Linked DNA regions of Mus musculus: regions 1, 2, 3, 4, 5 and 6 are each linked to region 7. A link is a contact called in public HiChIP or PLAC-seq and promoter capture Hi-C data. All regions are on one chromosome and are shown on one strand. The core of a region is the stretch at or near the end of the contact, and the rest is flanking DNA. Distances in the headings are between cores, read along the strand shown. Region 1 overlaps Gm16630 (predicted gene, 16630). Region 2 holds the start of Zfp746 (zinc finger protein 746). Region 3 holds the start of Tmem176b (transmembrane protein 176B). Region 4 overlaps Gm7932 (predicted gene 7932). Region 5 holds the start of Zfp777 (zinc finger protein 777). Region 6 holds the start of Aoc1 (amine oxidase, copper-containing 1). Region 7 holds the start of 1700026J14Rik (RIKEN cDNA 1700026J14 gene).

The links. HiChIP or PLAC-seq counts read pairs in DNA pulled down with a chosen protein or histone mark. Capture Hi-C pulls out chosen DNA fragments and counts their contacts.
Region 1: an H3K27ac HiChIP or PLAC-seq map of SST interneurons shows a contact between it and region 7, with 2.6 times the contacts expected there. The contact joins the enhancer-like site here to the promoter of 1700026J14Rik in region 7. A contact is called at or near these places in 2 of 39 promoter capture datasets (cranial neural crest and frontonasal cranial neural crest), 6 of 115 datasets of contacts at active chromatin or transcription factors (SST interneurons, VIP interneurons, embryonic basal ganglia and 3 more) and 1 of 9 other capture datasets (embryonic stem cells).
Region 2: an H3K27ac HiChIP or PLAC-seq map of embryonic stem cells shows a contact between it and region 7, with 6 times the contacts expected there. The contact joins the promoter of Zfp746 here to the promoter of 1700026J14Rik in region 7. A contact is called at or near these places in 3 of 39 promoter capture datasets (cranial neural crest, hippocampal neurons and liver), 10 of 484 Hi-C or Micro-C datasets (B cells, cerebellum, cortical neurons and 4 more), 4 of 115 datasets of contacts at active chromatin or transcription factors (astrocytes, embryonic stem cells and stem cell-derived neural progenitor cells) and 1 of 9 other capture datasets (embryonic stem cells).
Region 3: a contact with region 7 is called in a promoter capture Hi-C map of liver, with 3 times the contacts expected there. The contact joins the promoter of Tmem176b here to the promoter of 1700026J14Rik in region 7. A contact is called at or near these places in 5 of 39 promoter capture datasets (the 3T3-L1 cell line, liver, neural stem cells and 1 more), 1 of 15 datasets of contacts at CTCF or cohesin (large pre-B cells), 5 of 484 Hi-C or Micro-C datasets (CD4 T cells, the HL-1 cell line, the N1E-115 cell line and 2 more), 2 of 115 datasets of contacts at active chromatin or transcription factors (cardiomyocytes and pancreatic cancer cells) and 4 of 9 other capture datasets (adipose tissue, embryonic stem cells, liver and 1 more).
Region 4: a contact with region 7 is called in an H3K27ac HiChIP or PLAC-seq map of embryonic stem cells, with 2.8 times the contacts expected there. The contact joins the enhancer-like site here to the promoter of 1700026J14Rik in region 7. A contact is called at or near these places in 7 of 39 promoter capture datasets (the 3T3-L1 cell line, the HPC-7 cell line, embryonic stem cells and 2 more), 2 of 15 datasets of contacts at CTCF or cohesin (large pre-B cells and pro-B cells), 13 of 484 Hi-C or Micro-C datasets (B cells, CD4 T cells, the CH12 cell line and 7 more), 2 of 115 datasets of contacts at active chromatin or transcription factors (both in embryonic stem cells) and 3 of 9 other capture datasets (adipose tissue, embryonic stem cells and liver).
Region 5: a promoter capture Hi-C map of pancreatic islet shows a contact between it and region 7, with 2.6 times the contacts expected there. The contact joins the promoter of Zfp777 here to the promoter of 1700026J14Rik in region 7. A contact is called at or near these places in 3 of 39 promoter capture datasets (cranial neural crest, embryonic stem cells and hippocampal neurons), 1 of 115 datasets of contacts at active chromatin or transcription factors (astrocytes) and 3 of 9 other capture datasets (adipose tissue, embryonic stem cells and pancreatic islet).
Region 6: a contact with region 7 is called in a promoter capture Hi-C map of liver. The contact joins the promoter of Aoc1 here to the promoter of 1700026J14Rik in region 7. A contact is called at or near these places in 1 of 39 promoter capture datasets (pre-B cells) and 2 of 9 other capture datasets (adipose tissue and liver).

Annotation. Positions count from the first base shown.
Region 1 is chr6:48,213,059-48,216,060 of GRCm38.p6, forward strand. The region is part of intron 1 of Gm16630 (predicted gene, 16630); the gene reads right to left. Among named protein-coding and RNA genes, the nearest start is that of n-TCgca49, 4.7 kb to the left of the region's middle. Within about 2 kb of position 1,338, at least 8 of the 459 cell types and tissues checked have an H3K27ac peak or open chromatin away from gene starts, as enhancers often do. A contact at or near this core is called in SST interneurons, where this site is marked.
Region 2 is chr6:48,085,020-48,088,079 of GRCm38.p6, forward strand. It overlaps Zfp746 (zinc finger protein 746), which reads right to left and starts at 1,574. Exons shown (of 7, transcript NM_001163475.1): 1 at 1,296-1,574. The coding sequence starts at 1,319.
Region 3 is chr6:48,840,102-48,843,138 of GRCm38.p6, forward strand. Tmem176b (transmembrane protein 176B) reads right to left here and starts at 1,273. Exons shown (of 7, transcript NM_001164207.1): 1 at 895-1,273. Tmem176a (transmembrane protein 176A) reads left to right here and starts at 1,382. Exons shown (of 7, transcript NM_025326.4): 1 at 1,382-1,488; 2 at 2,103-2,300; 3 at 2,488-2,598. The coding sequence starts at 2,106.
Region 4 is chr6:48,864,895-48,867,770 of GRCm38.p6, forward strand. Gm7932 (predicted gene 7932) reads left to right here. Exons shown (of 3, transcript NM_001358003.1): 3 at 1-1,189. All of the region lies in intron 1 of Gm44764 (a long non-coding RNA gene), which reads right to left. Among named protein-coding and RNA genes, the nearest start is that of Gm7932, 6.0 kb to the left of the region's middle. Within about 2 kb of position 1,582, at least 27 of the 459 cell types and tissues checked have an H3K27ac peak or open chromatin away from gene starts, as enhancers often do. A contact at or near this core is called in embryonic stem cells, where this site is marked.
Region 5 is chr6:48,046,445-48,049,565 of GRCm38.p6, forward strand. It overlaps Zfp777 (zinc finger protein 777), which reads right to left and starts at 1,670. Exons shown (of 6, transcript NM_001081382.1): 1 at 1,542-1,670. The coding sequence starts at 1,658.
Region 6 is chr6:48,893,895-48,896,686 of GRCm38.p6, forward strand. Aoc1 (amine oxidase, copper-containing 1) reads left to right here and starts at 1,361. Exons shown (of 5, transcript NM_029638.2): 1 at 1,361-1,404. The region is part of intron 1 of Gm44764 (a long non-coding RNA gene); the gene reads right to left.
Region 7 is chr6:48,535,927-48,538,742 of GRCm38.p6, forward strand. 1700026J14Rik (RIKEN cDNA 1700026J14 gene) reads right to left here and starts at 1,548. Exons shown (of 2, transcript NR_130985.1): 1 at 910-1,548; 2 at 656-810. It overlaps Atp6v0e2 (ATPase, H+ transporting, lysosomal V0 subunit E2), which reads left to right and starts at 1,643. Exons shown (of 4, transcript NM_133764.3): 1 at 1,643-1,928. The coding sequence starts at 1,825.

The sequences.
Region 1 (3,002 bases), core at 88-2,587, 320 kb before region 7:
ACAAGGGAGATTGTACAGAGCTCTTGATGTGGTTAAGACCTATGTACCTCAGTGCTCTCATCAATCCAACCCGCTCCTGAATTTGTATTCTTTCTTAGCTGTTCACCTGTTTTAAGCAAGAAAATCATGGAAGACAAAGATTCCCCTGGTGTGGAGGCCTGGTGATCCTGGCACCAGCTTTTTCTCTCCTTTTCAGATGTTACACTAATTCAGGCACCTTGGGCTAATGGAAATACAGGGACAGTGGTTAGCAGAAATGAGAGGAAGTCAAGGCACAGCAGAGAAGCATGAGAACCCATCCAGGTCCATGAAATGCCAGGTCCCTGAGAGAAGCCACAGGCCAGGAATTCAATCTGCAAAATTAAGAAACCACTGACACATCACAATGAATATTGGCCTCAGCTTCTAGCCCTCTGGTGTTGCTGGACCTCTGTCACTTCCAGGATGATTCTTACCTCTCTGTGTGATTTACCCAGTATTCCTAGGCCTACTCAAGAGCATGGCATTGGCCAAGATTAAGGTGATACCTTTTGCTGGGTGATGGTGGTACGTACCTTTAATCCAAGCACTTGGGAGGCAGAGGTAGATAGAGCTCTGAGTTTGAGGCTAGCCTGGTCTATAGAGGGAGTTCTAGGACAGCCAGCACCATACAGAGAAACCATGTCTCAACAAACAAACAAACAAACAAACAAACAAACAAACAAGCAAACGAAAAAAGATAATAGCTTTTGTGCCAGATAAGCGTGTGAGACCATGGAGAGGCTATAGTGCTAAATATCTTACACATGTTAGCTGTGAAGGCACATTTTGGATGTGAGCCATATTTCAATCAGTAGACTTGAGTAAAACCTCATACCCTCCATAATGCAAATAAACGTCAAGCACCATTAAACCCAGGAGGAAAGACTCTTGTCTCTGGGGTAAAAGGGATTTGCCTTACAGTTACATGTAACTCCATCTGCTGAGTCACCTCTCCCTGTGTCCATCCTGCAGACATCAAAATTAAGTAGTTTGATACAAGGCTGAAGAAATTGCTCACTCAGTGGTTAAGAGCATTAGTTGCTCTTGCAGAGGACATAGGTTCAGCTCCTAGCACCCACAGAGCTGCTGACAATGTTCTGGAACTCAGTTTCAGGGGATCCAATGCCCACTTCTATTCTCTGTGGTCACTGCACAAATGTGATGTACAGATATGCATGTTGGCAAAACACACAGAAAGAAGGTAAAAGTAAATGAATCTTTAAAGAAAAAAGGAAATGGCCACTCCTTAAAGTCTCCATAGACACGCAGGCAGACTCATAAGACACACCCACATCCACACAGCTGCCACTGCTCCTTTCCTTAGTCAGAGGCAAGACTCTGTCTCCATCAGGACTGAGCCAACACAGAACTGTCCTCTGGCCTTATGGACAGAACTCAGGCTATACATAGAAGAAGATAGCTTTCTAATAAAAGCTTGACCTTCCACTCTTCTCTCTGTCTTCGAGGGTGGGTCAGTGCAGGAAAAACAGCACTGTGACCATTGAGGGAAAAGGGCAGGGCACCTGATTTGAATCAGGGTCCTGCTGATCTGTAGTCAAATGCTCTACCTCTGAGCTATGCCTCCCACTTAGGTATAGCCACTCATTAGCACCTTTCATCCATGACACCACACCAGAACAAGTTGTACACTTTTACTTCAAGATCTCAGAATGCTTTAGGCACTGGCAAGCTCTCTGTACTGCAGTCTGTCCTCCTCTGATCTCCTTGAACTTAACTATCCCCTTGAAGCCCTTCTGTCTTGAGGTGTGGTGAGGAAAGTATGCCCAACAGTGGCATTTCCTCTGTATCTACACTTGGTGGTCAGAACAGAAGCTGCTGGTTTGGGGCCTTCTATGAATAACACATGCAGCCCAACATATGACTCCATCATTCATTCACTGAACAAACACTCATGGGACTTGTTAGGTCCCTGTCATCCATGTCGAGTACATAGAGACAAGTAAGATATTGTTCGTGTTATTCAGAGAGGTTTAGTTCAAATAAGAGACTAGTCCATGAACCAAGTATATCCACAGAAGCAGCAGGAGCCTATTCGGAGGCCACTAGGAGTGGAGAGTATGGAAAGCATCTTGGGAATCCAGCAAGGCTTCAAAGAAATGATAAGGGAGACTGGAAAGGGGGAGGAGCTGCCTCCTCCACCCCAGAGCCTCCCATGGGATGGATTTCCTGCAGTAAATGGGTCTCAAGGTCACAGTCCTTGCCCCAGTTTGAGTGACTTCGACCTGGACGTACCTCATAACCAACGGTCTGTTGGCCCCTTTCAGAGATGAGATTACGGTCTTGGTCTGAGCAGAACCCAAAGCACCACTCCCTACCTAGGGCACAGTCTAAACCTCTATAGACAACCCTGGGTGTCACAACCCTGGCATGTACACTTGCCAGTGTTTTACTGCCATCACTTCCTTTTATGAGATCCATGCCTGAGTCACCTCTGCATGCCTATCTGTGGCCTCCTCATGATCCTTCTGTCCATAGTTCCCAACTGAGCAGGAGGATCAACTCCTGGAGATTTGTATTTACAATATTCTTAGTCTCACCAGGGATTGGGCTCAAAGGGTTTGCATTCATTGTGGCAGAGATGGGTAGGGCTGGGTAAAAACTAACAGTCTTGGTCTCTCTCTACCTGTGAACTCTAAATCAGAGTGTGTGACCAAAAAAGCTCAATGGATGATTCTGACTTCTGGACAGTTTAGAGACATTGATTTAGTCTGCCCCTTTCTATGATCTAGATGTGGAGGGAAAGTGATGAAGGTTAAAATCCTGTCCAAACAAAGCACACCTGATTCATGACCAAATCACAAGCAGTGCACATTTTCATGACAAAGGCCTCCGTACTGACTACCCAGGAAAAGAAAATAAACGACTCTGTTACCTCTCTTCTGCCCTTGTACTTCCCATCTTCAGAATCCTTCGACAGTCATACAGAAAGGATCCAACCCTCAGGGACACAATGGAACGGG
Region 2 (3,060 bases), core at 324-2,823, 450 kb before region 7:
TGGGTTCTGACTGGCAGAACTGTTAGAGGGAGCAAGTGCTGTGGAGGACACTTCTGGTCCCTTACTCCTCAGGACCAGCCCTGACTGGGATTGCCCCAGACTAGAGTCTATTTCAGACGTATCCTTGTACTTTGCCACCCATTCTCTCTGCTGCAATCTGTGTGTTACACAAAGACATTTGCACAAACATCTATCTTGTTGATGTCATTCTTGTTTAATTTTTTTTTTTAAATGGGGTCCATGGTCTTTGACCTGTGTAGTTGGAAGTAGGGGTTGTGCTCTACTGAAGCCTAGCACCTTGCTAACTTAAAGCGAAGGTGGGATAGTCAATTGCCAAACAGCTAGGGAAGCCAGTACTCTGAGACCGGAGTCACTGATGCCAATTCCTTCAACTCTTTCCTACCCATATGACGAAGCCCAGGCCTTCCCAGCCCCTTCCATTTCTGCAGCCTCATATCCAAAACCATATCTCCAGGCTTGTGGACCAGTTTTGCACTGTCCTGTGTCTGGCCCTTGCCTCTCTTTGCCCAAGCCCTAGAAACCCTAGCTAACTCAACTCACAGAAGCACAGATTACCTGGCTGGGCGGGAGGAGCACCAGAGTCTGCTAAGCACCTGCATTCGAACCTCCACCAGGTTGGCTACGACCTCTTTCTGTTCGACCATAAGGCTACTCGTGTACCTGGACTGCTTTCCTTATTACAGACATTGAACTGTGAGAGCACTGTCTTCCCACACTTTTCTCGCTGAGATTCTTGGCAAGTTAACTTCGTTGGGCCTTCAGCTTTTCTTTTGTATGAAATAATAACTATAATAGTTACTACCCCACAGGTTTGCAGTGCAGACAAAATCATGCCTAAACCGGGCTGAGTGCAGCGCCAGCCTGGCTGGACAAATACGAGCAGTCCTCGCGTGCCGCCTGAGGAGGGTTGGGCACATAGTGGGTGCTCACTGTCTACAGAATCGACGTCGGACACCTCCCAGGTGCCACCAGGCCGCTGGGGGGAGCTGGGAGAGGGAAGCACCGGCCCGGCGCTGAGGAAGGAGCCCGGCCCGGGGACGCGCAGACCGGGAACTTGGCGCAGGTCGGCCTCCCGGGCGCGGACGGCCGTTCCCTGCGCTCGGCTCCACCCGGTCCGGTAGGCCCCGGAGGACCTCGCGGCCGCCCGCCGCAGCCACAGGACCCGCAGGCCCGGTCTGGCCCGGAAGCCCTCCTGGGGCCTGCGGCACAGTGTGCTGGGCCCCGGCCTTCCGGGGCCCGAGGCCGCGCAGGCCAAGCGCGCGGGCCGCCCTTACCGGAGCCGCGGCCGCCTCGGCCATGGCCCTGCGCTGTCCTGCTCGGCGCGAAGGAAGTCGACGCCGCGGCGCGCGGCCCCACGCAGGCCCGGCTGCCGGGTCCTCTCCGCCGGCAGCGCCGCCCGGGCCTGCCGCTACCTTCCCCGCCGCGCTCCTCGCAGGCCGGCCTGCTGCCGCTCCGCCCGCAGCCGCACCGCCGCCGTCAGCGCCCGGCCGCTCCACACTGCATCCTGGGAGCCGGTGCCGCGGCCAGGCCGACGAAGGCCCGTGAGGCTTCCTGGAGGCAGCGCGGCGGCACAGCTCCACCTGCAGCTCGAGCGGCGAACGGCAGCGCCGGCACCCGCTTGCCGCCGCGCTTGGCCCCGCCCTCCTCACGAGGCCCCGCCTCGGCCCGACCTCCGACCACGCCCCCGCATATCGCCACGCCCCCCGCGGCGCCAGTGCTCACCAGCGATGTGCCACCTGGTTTGGCGGTATAAAACTTGGGGGTACGGCCTCGGCAGGCAGTGCGCACCCCGGCACGGTCACTTCCGCAGCTGTCCAGCTGTAGCACGCCTATTTTTGCCTTGAAATGGAATGAATGCTTCCAACAATAGAAATATGGCTTGATAAGTCACAGTAGGTTCTCTGTAGGATTATGTATGTGTGTTATAATAAACATTTTAATGACACAAAAAATGTGGGGTTTCTATAGTATGTATACTATAATAAACATTTTAATGACATGAAAAATGGGTTAAAATGCCATCGTTTAAAATCTTTTTGAATGCAGTTGGAGATACAGTTCAACGGCTAAAAGTACTTGCTGTTCTTGCAGAGGGCTGGGTTTCAGTTCCCAGCATCTCACCACAAGCTGTAGTTACCGCAGATCCAACGCCCTCTTGTGATATATCAGGTAAGCGTGGAAAGATGTTGAACGAGAGTAGTCCGGAACTACTTCATTTTGGCGTTAAAATGCGTAACAAATGTATAACAAGATGTGTGTTATCATGTGTATTATTCATGTTCATACAGTGTTCATATAAAAGGTTATGTCTAACAAAGTTTAGGTAGGTTTGGAAGCATGTCCATTAACGTAGTGCCAGTAGACCCCAGACCCCTAATTTTTTTCAATTCATATTTTTGTTTTTTAATAACAAGGAAAGGAAGAAAAAAGTCAAAATGTAAAATTTCTCCAGAAGCCTAGTGTGGAGCCCCGTGTGGCAAAGAAGATGTATTGCCATTCAGAATTGCCTTCCATGCCACCCCCTAGCAGGAGCCTGCAAGACCAGTGCCTGAGATCTTTTTGTTGTTGCCATTCGTTATTTATTTTATGATTTACTTTTATTTTTGATTATGTATATGCACACATATGTATGCAAATATGTGTACGCGTGTGCAGGAGGTCAGGGGTCTCAGGTTCTGGGAGCAACCTGGGAACTGAAGTTTTGTTCTTACTCTTAATAACTGACCCTCCTTCCCCAGCTCCCTGACTGTGCTGGCTAACTTTATGTTAACACAAGCTATAGTCATTTGAGAGAGGGGAATCCTTTTTTTAAAAAATATTTTTATTAGGTATTTTCCCTCAATTAAATTTCCAATGCTATCCCAAAAGTCCCCCATACCCACCCACTCCCACTTTTTGGCCCTGGCGTTCCCCTGTACTGGGGCATATAAAGTTTGCATGTCCAATGGGCCTCTCTTTCCACTGATGGCCGACTAGGCCATCTTTTGATACATATGCAGCTAGAGTCAAGAGCTCCGGGGTACTGGTTAGTTCATAATG
Region 3 (3,037 bases), core at 23-2,522, 300 kb after region 7:
CTGATTACTTCCTCAGCGTGGCCTCCATTCTAATCAGCACAGAGCTTAACACAGCTTCCCACTGTCTCCTGTTATGGGCTTATAACAACCATTTAGCCCCTCTGATGGCTTGCCTCTGTCCAAAAGAAGTTCTGCCCAGTGGCTCTCCTGGGCAGTCTGGTTAAGCATCAGTTCTGACTGGATATTGACGGCCACTCCAGTCACTTCCCTTTGCATCCCTTCATGTTCTCCCCCACGCCACGGAGCACCTTCCACTCACCCGTGCACCTCAGAGCCGAAAGCACAGGAGTCTGACAACTTTTCAGGAGGGACGAAGAGAAACACAAATGAAGGCCTCAGGTTCACACCTTCCCTTGAGGTTCCAGGAATAAAGTCTCAGTTGTCTGGGTGCTGGCCCCCTCTAGACCCCCAGTGCTATCCCTGCCCTGGCCACCCAGAATCCCTCTGCTTCCTCTGCAGAGCAGGAACTAAAGCCCTAGGCACCAAGAAGCCTCTCACCACTTCTGGCACCGCTCCAGATAGTGGCTCTCTGATATCCCTCCTCCCAGTGTTCAGAAACAAAGAAAAAGAACACCCCGTGTCCCCACAGCTGTCCCACCTCTGCGTGGTCTCAAAGGCCCTGCTCTTAGAACGCAGGCGTGAGGCACTGATAACTATGGAAGGTAAAGCCAGACTCTGACCTCCCCAGCCTCAGCCCTGTTTCCAGAGTCACATCCTCTGTCCAACACATCCCTCCCTCCCCAGAGTCCTACAGGAAAGCAGAGATAGAAGGAAGGAGAAGCATCCTGAGCCAAGATGGAGCTTGAGGAGTAGACTTGGAGACTCTTCCAGAGAAGAAGGAACCCTATGCTTCAAAAGGGGGCTACCAAGGGGCCGTGAAGGGTCCTGTCTCACCTGCTGTCCTCTGCGATGGGTGGGGCTGGAACTGAGAGGTCTGGGAGGAGCTGGCTTAAAGCTGACCCCAGAGAGAGGAGAGCAAGAAGGGGGTGGAGGGATGGGGCCTGACATGGAGTCTCTCAGTTTGCCAGCAAGTAGCTGACAGGAAAGGGCCCCACTTGAGGGGGGTCCATCAGGAGTAGATGATCAGGCCTGCTGGAGCAGGGATACAGGTGACACAGATACACTCATACACCCAAGGTGGCACAGGCCAGCACCTGCTCAGAAAGCTCTATCCCTGACTGGGAGAGAGAGCACTGTGCAATCAAAGGATTCCACAGGAACAATCAGTGCCAACCCCAGCTCTTACCTCGCCCACCTTCTCCAGCTCTCCAGTGCCCAGTGAGGAGCTGCCTGCTGGAAAACCCCTAAAGGGGCCCTCAGTCCCAGCTGCCTGCCAGGAAGTGTTGAGGTCTGCCCATTCCCCCTCCCCTTCTGGCTCCCACCCAGGTTCTTCCTCCTGCCAGGGCTGAAGTTCTCAACTACTGCCAGCGCCTCTGTGTGAGCTCTGGCCTTCCCTGCTGCACACTTCCCCGGTCCCAGAGGAATCAGGTAAGACAGCCCACCATCACTTTAGCATAGCTCGTTTCCCAGTCCATCCAGATCCATCCAGTCTGACGCCCTGCGAGCTTGCTAGGGGAGTGGACACACTGGGGTGTGCCTCCAGGGACAGGTATGGCCTCCATCTCTACCACTCAATTCTGTGGGGACAGGGTCAGTCAGTGCTTGTCGTTCATCCAAGGAGATGGTGGCGTCTGGGTGAGGTGGTCCCTGGGACCCTGGTAGGGAAGAGATAATTGCAACAGAAGCTTATGGGGCAGTTAGAGGGGGACACTGTTTAAGGGGCTTGGCCTCTGACCTGGATTCAGAAAATGCTGGGGAGAAGAGATCCAATCAGAGGTTGGGTGAAGAGATAGGTTGTGTGCGTTCTGCTTGATCCAAACATCAGGCTCCTGAAGACCATGGCAGTGGGGCACAAAGCAAATGTGGGGTGAAGCGGGTACTCCAGCATCAGGCTTCCCTGACAGACAACCCTCCAAAAGAGCTGAAGATACAGCTCCACAGCCAGGGGCAGCCATTCTGTGTCTCTGTTAGCCCCCAACTCCAAGCCGCCTCTGAAACATCTGCCAAATATTTCTTCCTGCTTTTCCTTTTCTCCCTCACAGACGATGTCCACAGACATGGAGACTGCAGTCGTCGGCAAGGTGGACCCTGAGGCTCCACAACCCACCCACATTGATGTGCACATCCACCAGGAGTCTGCTCTGGCCAAACTTCTGCTGGCCGGATGCTCATTGCTAAGGATTCCAGCATCCGCTTCCACCCAGAGCCAGGGCAGCAGCAGAGTGCTGGTGGCCTCCTGGGTGAGAGTAGCTACGTGCTTGATGGGCCCAGGGAGGGACCCTCATTTGGGCCATATTTTCCTCTGGCCTCCTCTATACATCTGTCCTCCTAAGACATTGAGTTGATTTTGTCTGTGTGTACAGACAGTTGCAGCTAACAGGTAGCCCTGCTGCTGGAGAGCTGTGTTTCAAGTCCTCTCTCTTCCAGGTGGTGCAGACTGTGCTGGGGGCTCTGAGTGTGGTTCTGGGTGGAACCCTCTACATAGGCCATTATTTAGCCATGTATTCCGAAGGCGCCCCCTTCTGGACTGGGATCGTGGTGAGTGTGGCATCATGAAGGTCCAGGGCTGTCTGAGAGCACAGGGATGGCGGTCCCTTTGCTTCCCTTCCACCACCACCATTGATGTGGCACCCCAGAGTATGTAGCCAAACAAGACCTGAATTAAGTAAGCCAGTCTGGTGCTTGTGTACATGACAAATGATGAAATGGTCGCCTGTGCAGCTGCAGGTCAGCTTTGTCTCTTGTCCCATGCTTCTCCCAGCAGGCTGACAGAAGCTCCTTGCCATCAGTAGTCATCAACAGTTAAGGCTCTCAGGGCTTATCTACCTCTAATGCCTGCCTCAAGACAGGGAAAGCGGAGTGCATCAGGCAGGAAGCATTGTCTTCTGGCTCTCTTACTTCCTTATGCTCATCCTATGGGGATCCAGGGATGAATTTTGTCAGAAGAGTGCTATTGTATTTAACGACAGCTGGTTAG
Region 4 (2,876 bases), core at 332-2,831, 330 kb after region 7:
CCTCCTCCCTACTTGTTCATACTTTGACCTTTGTCCTTGACTGTTTTATGATCCTCACTTGTTTATAGATTTGACTCCTATTACTGCAGCCCACACCGCAGAGGGCAGGCACCAGGGGGTTTCACTCTGCCTTATACCTGGAGCTGCCTGGAGCAGGAGGGGCACAGGCTTGGCAAGCTGAAACCAATCCTACCTTTTCCACCATTAACATAATGATCCTCATGGGTTGTGAATAAAATGTCCCCACAAAGCTCTTGGCATGGAGCAAGTTTCTGAAACAGGGGGATAAAACTTACTTGTGGAAGACACAGAGGAGCCTGTGATAAAGTTAGTCACATGCCATGAAGCCTGGGTTTCTTTTCATTCTTATAGTACAGAAAGATTTGCTTTGTTTCAAAAACAGACATGACCTGGAGAGCCAGATAAGCAGGGAGTTCCACTTCCCATTTACCTTACTTTGCTTTTTATTGCTGTGATAAACACCAGGGCCCAAAGCAAGTAGGGCCTGAGAGGGTTTGCTTTGCCCTATGCTTTACAGCCATCATCAGAAGACAAGACAGGAACTCAAGTGGGGCAGGAACCTGGGGAGTTGAAGAAGAGGCCATGGAGGAATTCTGCTTACTCGCTTGCTTTCTGTGGTACATTCAACTTGACCTTTTATACAACCCATGATCACCTGCCCAGGAGTGGGTCCACCCCTATCAATTATTGATTAGAAAATTCCCCACAAGCTCTCCTAAGGGCCAGTGAAAAGACTAGTCAACTGAGGGTCTCTCTTCCCAGATGACTGTAGTGTGTGTCAAGCTGACACAATGTTCCAGGCTAACTGGCACAACTGCTCTCTTGACAGATTGACACAGGGACACATCATTGTTAAACTGCAACTTTTACTTTCTTGGATATTACCAGTATTTCATGGTAACACCTCGGTATAAAACATATCATAATCTTAAAAGTCCCATAGTCTTTTACATTTTAAAAGTCCATGTTCCTGCCTGGCAAGATGACTCAGGGGTTAAGAGCACTGACTGCTCTTCCAGAGGTTCTGAGTTCGATTCCCAGCAACCACATAGTGGTTTACAACCATCTGTAATGGGATCCAATGCCCTCTTCTGGTGTGTCTGAAGACAGCAACGGTATACTCACATATGTAAAATAAATAAATAAATCTTTAAATTCCTGCTCCCCTGCAAATAAAAGTCCATGTTCTCTCTTTTAAAATCCAATGTCTCTTAACTGCCACGCACACTGGGAAATGCCACACACTCCGGTCAAGTCTGCTTGACAGGCTGAAAGGTCTGCAAGCACTCAACGAGGAAAAGAGTTTCACAGAAACTCACCTCCTGGAGCTTTAGCGTTCTCATTTACTCATATACTCATACTCTATTCCCGAGTTAGTCTGGTATATGGAACTACAAGCTCTCTTTTAATATTTTATTTTAAATGCCTTTTAAGATTAAATTCTGTTATAGTTAAGTCTCCCCAAGATTCCAAGTTCCCAGAAGCCTAGCTTAGAATCCTGTAAGAATGCAGTAAGGAAGTAACCTATTCAGTAACTAATTAGGCATTACAAAAGACGGAGCCAGTAGCTCAGAACTGGTCTGCAAAATATTTACTAGGACAGCAGCAAATCTCACCCAAACAAGGGAATATCATAAAAGAGCCAGGGAATCCCACTGAGATAGAAACCTTCAGTACAGGCTGCATTACATATTAGAAGCAAGCTGGTGTATTCTCCTGACAAGTGGAGATTTTCCAGATACTTAAAAGTTACACTCATGTGGGAGTTTGGCAAGGCCTAGAAAATAGGGGGGTTGTGATGTTGCATTATTCATGAGGTCTGCAAAGAGCAGAACCCCCTGGTGCTAGCCTTCACAAGGATCAAAGGCATAGCACTAGAGTGTGAAATCCTTGCCTGTCACTAAGCTGACCCTAGGCAGGACTGCTTTATCTTTACTGTAAACATCTCCCTGGTTCCTGTAAATCCTTTTGAAGTCATTCCTTTGTTTTGTTCAGGTAACTTCAATGTACTTTGCCTGCTACCCTTTGTATTTTCTGTACTATATAAGATTGATGTTCACTTTGTGAGAATACATTCAGATTCTACACAATCTCACAAAGTGAACATCAATCTTATATAGTACAGAAAATACAAAGGGTAGCAGGTCTGTCTGTCACCTGCCGACGCCTTGTCCACCTGCCCCAGAGACTCATTCCATGCAGACAAAGGGACCCAGAGGGTCTGCGGCACTTAACTATGGATTCCTATAAAATTTAAAATAAGTAATACACGTTCTTAGTCCAAGAGGGAAGAATCAGGACACAGTTTCAATCAGATCAAACCAAAACCCAACCCCAATGGTGGATTTAGCTCAGTGTGCAACACCTAGGAATCATGCATGATCCTTTGAACTCCCAAGAGCTTGGGCAGTGCCACCTGTACAGCTCTGCCATGCGCATGCAACTTGTCTTGTATGCTCCAGAGGACTCACTCCACGCTGCCACTGTCTTTGGTGGGCATCCCGTAGCCTTATCATGTCCACACCCCACAGCCAATATGCTGGGGTCTCCATGGCAACTGAGGTCCCATTCTCACCAAAGGCAGTTTTCTTTTCAGGGACTGCATCCCTGCTACATACTGTCAGGCTCCTCTCCTTCATGACCCCTTCAACCGCAGGGTCTTCACAACAATTGAGGCTGCACTTTCACATATGGCCTCTCCTGGCATCTTACATTTTAAGTCTCAGCTGCTCTCCAGGACTCCTCCAATCCTTCGGGTTTCAGTACTGTGTGGGAGATGCTTAGACATTACCAAGTTTGGCTGCAAGCTTGAGATGCCATCTTAGCACCCTCTGAACCACAGCCTCTATGTGCCA
Region 5 (3,121 bases), core at 420-2,919, 490 kb before region 7:
GCCTCAACCACACAGCTAAAGGAACCAAGAGCCAACACAATGGGCATATTAAGGCAGTCTGCCTGAGGGAGGACTAGGGGATCTGCTTATAATTAGTGGGAAGAGGGAAAAGAATACCTGGAGGGCAGGTTAGGTGCCAAACAGAGTTTTACCTGGGACAAGAAAAAAAAAAAAAGCCAGCAGGACAAGACATCTTTACTAACCACCTGAATCAGACAGAGCTCAAAGGAAAATGGTTTTTTTTTCCTTCTCCATTTAGGGATTTGGAATACTGGAAAGGGGTGAAGGGTCATAAGGTATAGCCCCCCCCCCCCCCAAGTCCTGATACAATGTCATCAGCTCCAGCAAACCTGTGGCTTGACCTTACCCTCAAGCAAAGACAGCTAAATCGAATAAGCTCAAATTCTCAAGCTGCTACCTGCTAGCAGGAGAGGAACGTTAGAATTCCTCTGCGCCACATTTCACAGCTTCTACCTGTCTCTCTTTCCTCCCCACCCTTGTGTGGTAAATGATTAGGGGCTCCAGGATCCATGCCAACATACTAGAAACATGCATAACGACACACATCTGACTTTTTACAAAAGCTGTGCCATTTTCTTACATGACCCAGGATGGTTCACTCAGAATTACATGCCATGAAGACCTAAGCCCAGAGGTAAGAATGTTTAAAAAAAAATCTTCATTTTATTTCCCAGGTGTTTTGTTATTGTTATTTTAAGAACTGCGAGGTTTTTAGGAAGCCATCTATCCTATCTCTTCCAGTATACATGGAAACAGGTTCAAAGGCACGGACTCCCATGCAGCAAACCCGCCTAGCACAGCCAGGGTGCCTCAGAGAGCACGTTGGGTGGGAGGGCGTTTAATTATTGAATGGCCCTCGGAAGAACATCAACCTCTTAGGCTCTCATTCGCCAGACCCCATTTATCCGTACCCCAAGTTTGACTCGGGGTGCTCCTGACGCAGAGGCTATGGATCACACTGCTCCCCACACCGGAGTCGCTGGGCTGGGCGCTGCCCGGCCTTCCCCTCCTCCCCCGACGGGCCGCAGCCAGTGCTCGGCTAGCCCAGGCCGCCCACCCTGGCGAAGCCGCCGCCAGCGCCACCCCTCCCCGTCCAGGCCCGCGGCACGCTGGGCAGGCCTCTACGGGACTGCGGGCACCTAGCCCGGGCCGACTCGCTACGTGACCTTGGGGCAGGCAGGGCAGGTCGCCGCCGGGTGTCCGTGCCTCAGTGTCTCCGCTCTGCGAAATGGGAGAGCCGCGTCAGCACCGCGCCCAGGCCGGGAGCCGTTCCGCGGGGCCGAGCTCTGCGGAAAACGTGCCGCTGGCCACCCCGACGGACGCAGCGCCGGCTCCGCAGCCAGGGAGCGAGCGCGCCGCCCGCGCCCCACCTCGGGCCGCGTGTCCGGGAGCCGTGCGGCCGCGCAGCCTCGCACGGACGGCCGCCGCTCCCGCCCGCCCCGGCCGTCCTCCCCCCCAGGGGGCGCGCGAGCCCGCCAGGGCGCCCCCTCCCCGCTAACGTCGCCGCGCCCGGCCCTTACCGAGACCCCAGGCCGGGCCACCGAGCCCGGAGCACGCAGGCTGTCCCCGGGGCCCCGAGGCCGCGCGTCCGTGCGCGCGCGGGCTGCCCTCCCCCGAGCCGGGGCCGCCTCGGCCATGGCCCCGCGCCGCCCGGCCCGCGCCGTGCGAGTCCCCGCCGCCGCCGCCGCCGCCGCGCGCAGCCCCACGCAGGCCCGGCGCCGTGGGCGGGCTGGCAGTGCGGCGCGGCCTGGCCTCACCCGCCGGGGCTGCGCGGCCGTCGGGCCCCGGCCTGCTCGGGGCTGTGCTCGGCGGGCGGGCGCGGGCGGCGGTGGCGGCGGTGGCGGCGTCGGAGCGCGGCTGTGCGGGCTGCGCCCGGGCGGCGAGCTGGGCCCCAGCGCTCTGCGGCCGCCCCCGGCGCGCTCGCCCGCCCCGAGCGGCCGACGCTGCGACCCCGGCTGCGGCCCGGGTCCCGGCTGCGAGCTGCGCGGCCGTCCCGGCGCCTCTTCAGCAGGGGAGCTGCACCGCAGCTGCCATGTTGCTACAAACTGCATCCTGGGAGGCATGTCCCTCTCAGGCGTTTCAAGAGGAGCGCTCGGAGGCTCGTCGGAGGCGGCCGGAACCCAGACAGCTCCATCTACAGCCGGTAGGAGCGAACAGTGAGGCGCGGGCCGCCTCGGCGCCGGACACGCCCTGAGCCCGTCGCGGCTCCCGGTCCCTCGCGGCTCACCTGGCGTCTTGGCGGCCCGGCGCCCTCGGGCCAGGCCGCGGCGGGCAGCGGCGGGCAGCGGCGGCGGCGGAGGCGGCGGAGCGGAATCCCGGGCGCGCGGCGCGCTGGGTCTGGAGGCGGGCCGATGGGCTCCGACAGCCTTCCGCCCGCGGCCGCCTGCGCGTCTCAAACCCAGAACCCGGTCGTTGGCTTTCAAAACCTGCGCTCACAAAGGGATCGGAGAGAGCCGTCACACCACAGAAAGCCGGAGTTCATGTGACCAGCGCAGTGCAGCCCGGGTTCCAGGGACGCGGGCTGTGGATCCAAGGGGAGCGAGGGGTGGGGGTGGGAGTGCTTTGTGAAAAGCCTCAGTGTTGTTTTCGGCCAGAAAGGACAGAATTCCTGGAATCTTTGAGGGCACGGGTTGGAAGGGGCTAGACGGGCTACTTAGGAGGAAACTGAGGCCGAGCCGGGAGTGGCTTGCTGATCCCAAGTTGCAGTTTTCGCCCCCTTGTACTCTTTCCAACCATGAGAGAGAACCCTCTTTCCTGGACAGGTTCAGTGAATCGCACGTTTACTGAATTTGCAGGAGCTGCCAAGATTTGGGAATGGAATGAAAAAAGAAAAATAAGTCTGAGCAGGTGTCCTGGTTACAGTTAGGGATGAATGAACCCCAACTGGAACCTAGAGGAAAAGCCAGAATAATTTTTTCACTTCATAGAACCCCGGGGGTGTCTGGGTTGGAGCTTGTCTTAGAAGGCAACCGGGCAATATGAAGCTCTCAGTAAAAAAACGGAGACCACCAGGCCAAGGACATCTCATTTATTCGTGAAGTGTCACGTGCTCCCCCCCAATATGTCTATGAATTGCGTATCATGTGTGCATACACAGGCA
Region 6 (2,792 bases), core at 111-2,610, 360 kb after region 7:
TTTCTTTATAGAAGTAAAAGAGATTAGACTTTCCACAGTTGGGTTGTTCCTGGAACCGTCTTCTGGTCCAACCCACTTAGTTCTCCATGGAATTGTTGATCTCACAAAGGAGAATTCCCAACTCTAAAGACAGACACTTTAATTTTCACTGTAGCCAACACCGTTGTGGCAGTTATAGCTAATCCCACTCAAAGTCTCTATGTTGAGTCAACTGTGCTCTCCTTTCTTTATCTGGTTGCCAACAGATTCTGAAATGATTTGCAAATGAACCACCAGAAAGGAGAGTGACAAGGCCCACAATACTCACATAAACACAATCGTCCCATAGCCACAACTTTTGGCGTTTCCTAATACTGCCAGGATCCCAGGGTGCTGGAAAATCTGTTTTCATTAAGCTCAACTAGGAGTTTCTCTCTTCAAATGCCTCCCTCTCTGATTCCAAGTTCTCTATACACAGCAGTTCTCTTTTTCTCTGTGGGTGACTGTCCTTATCAGCCCCACTTTACCAGGGTCCGCTTCCTGTTAAGAACTGACTAGAAGCTCACTTTACTGCAAATGGAAACGATCACAGGAAGCCACAACTGGACACAATGCAGAAATCAATAGACTGTGCAAAGCTCTAACAGATACATCAACATCACAGCTCCCACATCTGTGGCTTGGGGACCATCACAGAAGAGGAGGCAGGAAGATTCTAAGAGCCAGAAAACCAGGAAGCCTGATGTAAAACAATCTCTCCTAGAAATGGCTGCATAAACAAGGCCAGAACAATTAGTAGACACTCTAATGTGGAAGGCGGAAAGTTTCACAGGGTCCCACCCTGAAACAAAGAATTATTAGTTTTATAGATAACCATAATAATTGCTGACAGAGGGAGAATTAGAGTCTATCAATTTGAGAGCTTGGATAAATGAGAGGGGTTTAAGGGAGAATACCTGGAAGGTACCAAAGGGAGGAAGGGAAGGGGCAAAATTATGTCACTCTATTTTAATTTAAAGTGTGTGTGTGTGTGTGTGTGTGTGTGTGTGTGTATCCATAAATAAATAACTGAAAAAACTGGCTAGTAAATGTCTTCATAGTGTCTGAACATGACTCTATGTTAATACATTATGATATTACACAGTATGTAACAGAGAAAGCCAAGCATAGTTCTTGCGAAAGGTGGCCACCTATTAAAGGGGAAATTACAGGGAAATGGTCCAAGGGCACTTGTACCTCAGCCAGCAGCACCCTAGCACCTGTCCAGGGAGGATCCCCATGGGCTATAGGTCCCCAGCTAGGTTGACCCATATCTCACCCTGTCCCTCCCTGTGGGGTGGGGTTCAGTATCTTTAAGAAGACTTCTTGTGTCAGTGGCCAGGAACAAAGTCTGGGAGCTGGGGAGCGACGGAGCAGAGCACACAGGTGGGTTCTGATGGAACACCAAACAGGTAGTCAGGAGAAGGAGCAAAAGCGAGGTGACAGGGTACAGTGTGAGGAGTAGGGGGCAGGATGACAGACAGGGAGGAGATCCAGGAAGCTCAAGAGCCTCGAAGGAGCTTCAGAAGGCCATCACAGGCAACTCCAGGGTGAGAGAAGAGGGCCCTGTGAGAGGGTGGCTGGCATTCCCTGCATTGGGAACTGGAAGGGTCAACCAGTGGCTACCAAGTCCTCCCTTTGCCTCTATGGCTCTGCCGAAGTTTTCTCCTCCACACTGCCCATGTGACTTCACAAGAGAGGATTCTAAATGTCTGCAGCATTGCCTTCCTACTGGCTAAAGCCGAAACACATTTGGAGATAAGAGATTATAAAGAGGGAAGCCAGGCATAGAGGGCAGGAAAACACTAGGAACACACAATACTTACATTAAGATTCCAGCCCCACCTTCTGAAAAGCTAGTAAAGATAAGTGGTTGGTGGGGGTTTGCGTGGGAGAGGAATATAAAGTGCTGGGAGAATTTGGGAGTAAGGACAACAGACTATTATTACCTAACACTGTGGTGGTGTGTTGTGTGTCATCTACATCTCCTCCCTGTTGTTAATATAAAAAAGAAAAGGCTGGGCTGAGGCATAAAATTTATTTATGCTCTATAGTTCTGCCTGAAGTCTTAGGACCTAATGAAGAAACCTGTCTCAGTGGGACTTCCTAACTTTTCTTATGGTAAACCTTATCTGGATAAAACTGCCCTTTCTGCTCTAGTAAATAAACATCTAGCAGACTAGCCCTGAGCTGTTGGCTCCATCTTTTATAACGTTAATTAGTTACTGAATAGGTAACTTCCTAGTTGAACTTTTACTGAATACCAAGTAGTCAGCTACACAGTCTTTCTAGGGCTTTGGAAAACTGGTGAAGACTGACTGTACGAATTTGAAAGGCACTTTATTATGATAACACTGAAGGAGAGTAGTGGATTTTCCTCCGCAGCCTTGGATGACAGGCGGGGAACAGAGAGGAGGGGGTGACGACTGGCTCCATAGTACAAGGCCATTTGGCTTGTTAGGGTGGGAGGCTGTGAAGGGCTTGCCCTTCTCACGGTATGGTCTCCAACCTCTCTCCCCCCTATGAATTAAGCTTAATTAAGGCCACGCTTAACTGAGGTGATCAAATGATTGTCTCATCCTTGGATGAATGGGCTTTAACCATGGCTGGGGGGATATTGACCCGATTTTTTCCCATGGTATCTTTTGGGGAGGGGAGGCAGAGCCTTAGAAAGATATTCTTGGTTGTAACTGGAACTAGATACCAACCTCTAGCTAAACCGGGTGTATCTCTCAGGGAACCCAGAAATGGTCAAGTTGGACCTTCCCCTGCAG
Region 7 (2,816 bases), core at 298-2,797:
CTCAGGATGTGTCACAGTGGCCATGTCTGTGTGGCTCTCAAAGTTCTCATCACATTGGTTCAGGCTGGCCAGCTTTTCCAATTACCTAAAGAATCCAAGATCAAGTTTGGCCTGGGATTTTCAACCCACAGAATCATTAGGGGATGTCCGTTGCCTCGATGTTTATCTAGACTCTTCTCCTAAGTGGGTATCTAGCTCTGTGAGAAGGCAATGTCACTGTAATGTAGCAAAGCAGTAACTTTCCTTCAGCATCTTTCTCCGGTAGTCCCAGCGAGACCTCTTTGAGGAAGTGGCAGCAAGATGGCACAGCTGGGGTTAAGTGTGAGTCAGCGTCCTGACTCACAGAAGTGACCCCAGTAGGGTAAGAACACTGAAGCTATGCAGCTCAGGCAAGGGCAGTGGGATACCGCTGCTTGCAGAGTGTGATACAACACTGTTAACTGGATCTAGAATCACCTAGGAAACAAATCTCTGGGCATGCCTGTATTGGGTTAATTGAGGTGGAAGACACACTGTGGGTAGCTAATGATTCTATGGGTTAAACAGAGAGCAAGCTCAGCACCAGGGTTCATCTCTCTTTGCTTCCTGACTGTGGATGCAGTGTGACTGACTGCCCCAGTGTCTTCCCCACCATGGTGAAATTAGAGCCAAAATGAACCCTTCCTCAAGTTTATTTTGTCAGAACAATGAGAGAATCTATACAGGAGAACCCAGAGACTGTCTTCCTGCTGTCACTTTAATCTCTCCCCGCAGCAGCAACTACTAGACTACAGCTCGGGGGACCGGCTACAGAAAATCCAGGAAGTATACCTGTGGGAAAAAACAATGTCAGAGTCCATTATGAAGATGGATGGACAGAGTACCAGTGTTGGCTCTTGCCTGTCAAGTTCTGTGAGCAAGGCTAATTACCTGCCTGGGCCATCCTGTTGTGGAATTTTCCTGAGAGGCCTTCCACGACGACTTTCCAATCTGGACTTAGTGTAAGATAGGCCTTTATCTTTCTTCTTCATACAGATAACTAGATACGCAGCATGTAAGTTTGCACAGGTAGGCTGGGTGTACAGGGGCCTTGGAGGTCGTTCCCATGGAAACATAAGATCTGTCCCCAACTGCGGCACACCTCCTTTCAAGAATCACTACTGTGCTGACGTGGTTTCCCCCTCCAGCTCCCACCCGGACTGTAGCCCTTCAGGAGTGGCTGGCCTCAAGTGTCCCAGGTCTTACTATGTTCCACACAGATCGCCTGAACCCCTACCATAGAGGAAAAATAGTCTAACTACTGTAGCCTGATCCAGAAGCTGGGCATCTCCAAGGTTCAGTGAAGCAGTGAGCTCTGCAGAGGACTGCAAGCTTCACTTCGCTGAGGGGAGGCTTTAGCTCAGGCCAAGTTTGTGGCCTCTCAGCTCCACGAAGTCCTCTGGTCGAAACCCCTGTGGTCCCCACAAAGCCTCCGTTCTGGTTAGGGTCTCCTCCAATCCTGTCCCCAGCCACCTTGGGCTGCCCGAGCACTGCAAGTGACCTGCCACTTTCTAGCGAGAATAAGAAAGCGCAAACCTAAGCCTAGAATCACCTGCAAAATCGGAGCAAACCGACCCAGCCAATCAAAGGAAAGGTTCCTCGGAAGTCCCGCCCTTGGTTCTGCGTGATAGCGGCGAGCTATCCCAGCGGACGATGTTCAGGGATGCGCGAGCGCAGATTCGCTTGGTCCAGGGCCTTCCCGGCTGAGATTCCGTTGCGCATGCGCACAGCCCTCTGCCGAGACTTGCACCTGCTTAGAGTCTGCCGTTCGATCTGATACCCCACCTGAGCATCGCGCACCCAGCCATGACAGCCCATTCCTTTGCCCTCCCTGTCATCATCTTCACCACATTCTGGGGCCTCATCGGCATCGCTGGGCCCTGGTTCGTGCCCAAAGGACCCAACCGCGGGTAAGAAAGGCGAGCAGGCCTCGATTCCCTGCAGACGCTTCCCTGTCCCCTAGCTGGGCTCACCCATTAACACTGGGCTCCCAGCTTGCTACCCTGCAATTCATGCCCTCACAGAGACGCCCCTACATGACTTCTTCCAGATCTCTGCACCTGGGCTGGGGCAGCCAGGAAACAGGCTAGAGGGCTGGGTGAACGGATAGATTCAGATGTCAGGGCAAGCAGGTGGCTAAAGGTCACCCACACCCATGCAGTCGGTAAAGGCTGCATATGGACACTCCTTGCTTATTCTTGTGTGACATTGGGCAAATGCCAGGCCTCAATTTCTTCACTGAGGAAAATAGGGGCTCTGGCAACACCTGCTTTGTAGGGCTGGTGTGAGGTCTGCCCTAAGCAATGTCCTGGGCATGCTGTGTATGTATACTGGATGTTTTTAGCTGCCTTCATTTTTGGAAGATTCCTAGCAGATTTTCTGCACCACATGCCAGCCCCTTCTCCTGTTAGCCTCTCAAGTCATGAAAGCCTCACACTTTGCCCTTTGTCCATTTTCTCAGCACTGACAATCCACTGCACAGCCAGGAGTGGTCCCAGCTGCCTTGTAGTGTTAAGGGAGGGCTGGGGCACTAATCCGTTCAGCACCACCTTGAAGTGCTTAGGCTCTGTCATGGATTAGACTTAGCCTAAACTGGAGGCATAGACGGATGGGCATCGCCTTTATTCCTACAAATGTGAAAGTGATTGCTGGACAGAGCACCTTCTGCTTCCAGTGGACCAGAATCTGGCACCCATATTGAGAGACTCAGAACTGTTTTAACTATGGCTCCAGGAGATCTGAGGCCCTTTCTGGCTTTTGGAAGCCAGCACACATGTGTATACACACACACACACACA